Linked DNA regions of Rattus norvegicus: region 2 is linked to region 1. The links are chromatin contacts, called in public Hi-C maps. All regions are on one chromosome and are shown on one strand. Each heading gives the region's core, a stretch centred on a gene start, on an enhancer-like site or on the middle of the called end of the contact. The rest is flanking DNA. Distances are from core to core; before and after follow the strand shown.

Evidence for each region. Hi-C and Micro-C count contacts between places; a contact is called where the count stands out from the background.
Region 2: a Hi-C map of mammary epithelial cells shows a contact between it and region 1, with 4 times the contacts expected there. The contact joins two enhancer-like sites.

The regions. Positions count from the first base shown.
Region 1 is chr2:45,124,916-45,127,920 of GRCr8, reverse strand. The region is part of intron 2 of Map3k1 (mitogen-activated protein kinase kinase kinase 1); the gene reads left to right. Among named protein-coding and RNA genes, the nearest start is that of Map3k1, 22 kb to the left of the region's middle. Within about 2 kb of position 1,555, at least 22 of the 93 cell types and tissues checked have an H3K27ac peak or open chromatin away from gene starts, as enhancers often do.
Region 2 is chr2:45,389,050-45,391,861 of GRCr8, reverse strand. All of the region lies in intron 1 of LOC102554307 (a long non-coding RNA gene), which reads right to left. Among named protein-coding and RNA genes, the nearest start is that of Map3k1, 240 kb to the right of the region's middle. Within about 2 kb of position 1,556, at least 14 of the 93 cell types and tissues checked have an H3K27ac peak or open chromatin away from gene starts, as enhancers often do.

The sequences.
Region 1 (3,005 bases), core at 306-2,805:
TCTGTGTCTGTCTCTGTCTGTCTGTCACACACATGGGCCCCAAAGTAGAAAGAGGACTACTTGATAAGAAGGGGGCCATGGGATGAAGCATCAGGAGGGTAATGGTGGACAGCATATTACACACATGTATGAAAATATCATAATAAAACTCATCATTCATGTTACTGTGTGCAAACAGCACAGCTCACCTTCTTGGGTCTTACACTTCCTGCCAGCTCTGTCTTCCCCCTGTGTCTGGGTTGCCAGTTCTGGCCCTTGCCATCCTTGGGCACCACTCCAGGCTAGCTTAGTTCTCTGCTGCCTCCCAGGTTGCTTTGCTGATAAGGTACCCCTGCCCACCTACGGGACACAGACTCTTGGATCTTCCTCAGGGCTGTGTTTTCTCACTAACCTCAGGAAAATCAAATTAACTAGATCACATGGGCAAGCCTCAGGCAATGAGAAAGGTCTGTTCACGAAAGACAAAAGCTCCTGTCTTGGTGTTTTCCTGGGGCACCGCAGGAGTATTATCTGAGCTCCCTTCTCCACACAGCGCCCCTCAGGGCATGGCAGATGTTTCCACGGGGCCTCAGAGACTGCCCTCACCACACAGGGATCTTTTTGGTTTGGAGGCTCCTGTGGGAAGAGCATTTTTTTTTTCTCAGCATCTGCATACCTGAGGGGCCTCGGTCAGCACTGCTTGTAGACTGAAAGCTGAGTGAGACTGTCTTGCCCTCAGGTAGACACAGCCCAAGGAGGACAGTCTACCCTATTCAGCTTGTACTTATGTAGTCCTTCTCTGTGCCAACCTTTCTACTGAGACAATGCTTGTAGAGTTGTAACCCACTTCTGCCCTCATTCAAAATCTGGTGCTAGGGACAGGCTAGGAAAGTGCCGTGTGCAGGAGGCTGGAGGAAGGTTCTCTGCACTGTTAGAGGGGCTGTGGTCTGGGGGGGCTGAAGTTAAGTGTCTGGGACACTGACCTAGGGGCTTCGAAATGTGAGCCTGTAGACTGTTAAAAGACTGAGTGGGGCGATGGCTCATCAGTTAAGAGCACTGATGCTCTTCCAGAGAATGCAGGTTCGATTCACTCCAGTCCCAGGTAACAGGAACTCCAGTACCTTCTTCTGACCTCCTCAGGTACTTAAGCACATTGCAGGCAAAACACTCTCCCATCAAAGAAACAATTTGAATAAAAAAGTTTAAAAATAAATAATTTTAAAAACCTGCCCTGCCCCTAGGGGTACAGCATGAAGGGAGCTCAGGCACTAGTCCCAGGCGGACACACGAGGGAGAGCGCGGAGGAAGAACTTTTGTGCTTCCTTCCATGGTGCTAGGAAAACTCAAGTTTTATCCACTGCCAAGTGGTTTCCTTGTTTCAATTTGAAAGTCTTGAGGCTTATAACTGTGTCGTCCATTATCAGCCTAGTTGATAGTTAATTGAGATAGCCGTTCCTGACAAAAAGGATTGGCTGCCGTGCGCGTGTGTGCTTCGAAAGAGTCACTGCTGCTCTAGTGGGAATGGTAGCTTCTGTCACACTCTCACGCTTGTCTTGGAAGCTGGTTCCAATGGGAGACTTGGAAGCATGAGCCAACAGCTGTGAGTCAGACCCTGCCAGCCAAAGCAGCTTGGTCCAGCTAAGTCACAGCTTATGCAAAAGTGAAAAGAAACGGACATTTATGAAGGGCTTCAGGATTCCAGCGAGGTGAGGAAGACATTCCTTAGGAAGACCATGACTCCAGCTATACTTGCAGCCGGATGTCAGAGAGAATGCCACTTCTGTTCTAAGTGATTTGTGGGCGGGTACCTTTGCTATTAATAATTGTCTAAATTACATTTTTAAGGAAGGAGCGCCCCCTACTGAGTAAAGCGTTGTTTTTCTTGAGCCCCTTCCCTTCCCATGATCTTTAGTTTTTCAGGCCTGGGCAGTCAGCTCTAATTGGTCCATCTTGCAGTAGAGGGGATTCTCCTAACTCTGCAGGGCTCCAATAGCTGGGATTCTTCTAACACCAGGTAAACAGCACTTGACACAGTTCAGAGCTCGGCCGTAATTTCCGTGTAGCAAACCAACTGGCTCAGGTGGTTTTGTCTTCTCTCATGACGGACAGAGCTGTTCTAAAGAGTGACTGGGGAGAGTGACCGGCTTGTGGCTAAGGCCTGGATCTACTAGGAGCTACATTCTCAGGGGTGGGGCTGCTGTGTCTCCTGAGATGATCCCTTTACAAGTCACTACAGGGATTCCTGAGATCCACTTGCAAATCCAGAGATCTACTGGGGTGTGATCCACCCGAGCTTTTTCATTCTTAGTTTTGTTTTTAACAGTAGTGTGTTCTCTCCCTAGAAGTTGAGGGCATGGACACTAGCAAACCTGCCAGTGTCCGAGCTACGGAATGCGGTTTCAGAATTTTGCAGTCGTGATGTTTAGAGGGTTGATAGACTTTTGTTAACATGGCTTAATTAATAACGAGGCATTTGTCTTAACTTTACCACTTTGCTGAACTATTCAAATATAAGGTAGTTTTGAAGGGCTAATGTAAACTGCGATCTGAATTGATTTGTACTGTGTTCCTATGTATTGTATAGCTGGTGAAAGGATTTGTATCAAGATCATGAACTGAGTAATACAACTGTAGGGGCTGCAGAGATGGCCCAGCTGTGACAAACATGCACATTTGCTCTTGCAGAGGACCTGGGTTTGGTTCCCAACACCCAGATGGCAGCTCACAGCCATCTGTAACTCCAGTTCTGAGAGCTCTGACATCCTCTACCGGCCTCCATGGTCAGTGCTCTGACACCTATGCACACACACGCGTGCATGCATGCCACACACACACACACACACACACACACACACACACACACACACATCTTTTAAACACCACAACTTTAAGGAGTTAGAATTTAATGTAGAGGGGTTGGGGATTTAGCTCAGTGGTAGAGCGCTTGCCTAGCAAGCACAAGGCCCTGGGTTCGGTCCTCAGCTCCAAAAAAAAAAAAAAGAATTTAATGTAGAATCTTTGTGTGT
Region 2 (2,812 bases), core at 307-2,806, 260 kb before region 1:
CCTGCATTCTTGCCCTCACTTCCCTCCAAGGGAAGACCTGTTATGCCAACCCAGAGACTGCTGTATTACTGGTGCCTGCCCAGGGGAGCCCTTGAAGTGTCCATGATTCTATTCCCACTTACCAGCTGGTCTTGATACAGCTACCCCCACCCTGTCCCCTGCCCAGTCTGCTGTTGATCTCCATGGAACTGTGCCTGATGCAATCCTTTTGACATCTTTTAAGTGTATATTTTACTCTCTGTCTGTCTCTCTACATCTGTCTGTCTGTCTGTCTGTCTGTCTGTCTCTCTCTCTCTGTGTGTGTGTGTGTGTGTGTGTGTGTGTGTGTGTGTGTGTGTGTGTGTATGCATTTGGATATCCCCAGAGACCAGATGAGAGCATAGGATGCCCTGGAGGTCCAGACAGTAGTGAGCTACCCAATATGGGTTTAGGGATCTAAACTCTCACCTCTCATCTTCTCATCTTAGAAGCAGCAAGCACTCTCACCGACTCAGACATAATTTTGATTTAGTTACTGTTAACCTAAGAAGCCATCTTATCACATAACCCCCATTTCTATTTCTGTCGTTCTGTCTTCCAATTTATCAACAAAGGGACATAAACCCACAGTTTTAACCCATAACCACAATAAGCCTTTAACTATCACCTGAATCAATACATTTCTGATACGGGAGTGACAAAATCAGAGTTCATTGTGTGTCCATTACTGTCTTCCAGCCAGCAGTTCATGTATCACTAGCCTTTGAGGAGATACGGTAGTAAAAGCAATAAAGAAATTTTTAGTTTTCATCCCTCTGTCTCTGTGTGTGCTGTGGCCACATTGCCTTCATTGGAGGAAATGTCTGCACACTTCAGTTTATTAAGCTCAAAGAGTAATATCCAATCACAAACACAGACACAGACACACACACAGACACACACACACACACACACACACATACACGCAAACACACACACACATTGGCAAACAAACACACTGGCACACACACACACATACATACACACACTGGCACACACACACACACACACACACACACACACACACACACACACTGGGCGGGGTGGGGTGGGTGGTATTCCCCTGCCTCGGATGCCCTAGGTAAAGCATTGGTCACAGCTCCTCTGCCAGAGAGTTCTGTAGCAACATGGCAGCCCTGGCATGTGTGGGTGGGAAATGAGTCAGCTGTGTTGTTGTGGTGCTGTCACTCATGGTTGACAACTGTTTGGGGTTTTGGAAACTCATGACACTGAGTTTCAACACCTTACCCACTGGTTTTGGTAACCACGATTGCCCTCACCATGGGGAGTCCTGCCAACTATGAGATGAGGCAAGGTCATGTTCCACGGCCCAGGCTGCTCCTGGCTGGCACCTGAAGGGCTTTCTTGTGTACTGGGACAAACCCTGAGCTTCTTAGAGCCCCCGAGTCAAGCGCTTACGTGAGGGTTTATGTGTTGATAACTGACTTCCCAAGGACACCAACAGGATAAATAGTGCTTTCTGCCCTTAAACATCAGGCTCAGTGTTAACACAGTCACTGGTCATGGGCCTCATCGTGAGAGTCTGTGGGTGCTCATTAGGGAGTGTGAGCACATTTCATTTTCTGGCATACGATCGTGGATTGCCACTGAAAGGAAATTCCCTTCACCTTTGATTTCACCATCATATGTGGCCCGGAGCCAGCCCACCACATTGCTCCCAGAGGCAAGGTGAGAGAAAAAAGAAGCATTCTGAATTTCTGTAGACACATGATGATGGTTCTAAAGGATCAATATAGATGTGCCTTGAGAAGGTCGTACCCTTCTGCCAGATTCACAGCCCTCTGCCTCCCTCCTAAACTCTGAGAATTGCTACATAGGTTTCATTCTTAAGAATAGCGGTCACTAAGCAGAGGCAGCGTGCCAGCCCACAGCAGCGTGGACATTCCAAATGGAGACGTACAGACACAGAGTCCTGAAAATGGCTCTCCAAGGTCACACAAGTAGCGAGCTATGGTTCCAAGCTATGGTTCCAAGCAGGTTTTTAGCTTGGGAATCTGTGCCTAAAATACCATGCACTGTTTCTTCTAATCTATGCTACCAAGCTAACACTGAGCCAGCCCTCCTCCCTGCCCTTCTGTGAATGACTCCCGTTCCCAGTAGAACAGAGGCAGGCAAGGACATCATCTCTTCTAGCTCCTTTTAAAATAATTAAGTGTGCACTGGACAGGAAATGTGACATATCCATTTTAAGACACCCTGGATATTCTCAATCCACTTAGGTTACTGTTGATTCTCCTAGGGTCCCCCAAACAAGCTTAGAACCAATCTGCAAACTCTGCACCTAGAACAATACCTTTGAATTCCATCCACACAGTGGCAAGTTTCAATTCACCATTTGAAATTTTCTCTTAATTCAAAGACACAGCTAAGAGGAAGCAAACGTGATCCGAAACTGTTGTGCATTAAAAACAATTCATAAAACAGGACAGTGAGTCTGGGTCTTGGACTTTTCTCTTTAGAATCAGCCTGAAGGGGATGATGTTTCATAGGTTCAAGTGTGATATGGCAGCCTTAGCTCCAGGGTTTCCTTTACAGTTGGAGTCAGTGGACTTAGAAGGAGTGCTGAGAGTTACCACAGACTACCTGGAGATCCTGACGTGTGTGAGGATGGATGGGGGTGGGAGAGAAGCAGGAAGGGGATTGCCATGGGGCATAGATTCAAGGGCCAGAAGACCCTCAAAGTCAGGTCCTGTAGTTAGTTCTTGTTAGAAGTCTGCAGCCTCCTGACTGGAGAGCTGGCCCTTTGATCCCAGCCTGTGGGAACACAGCTGTG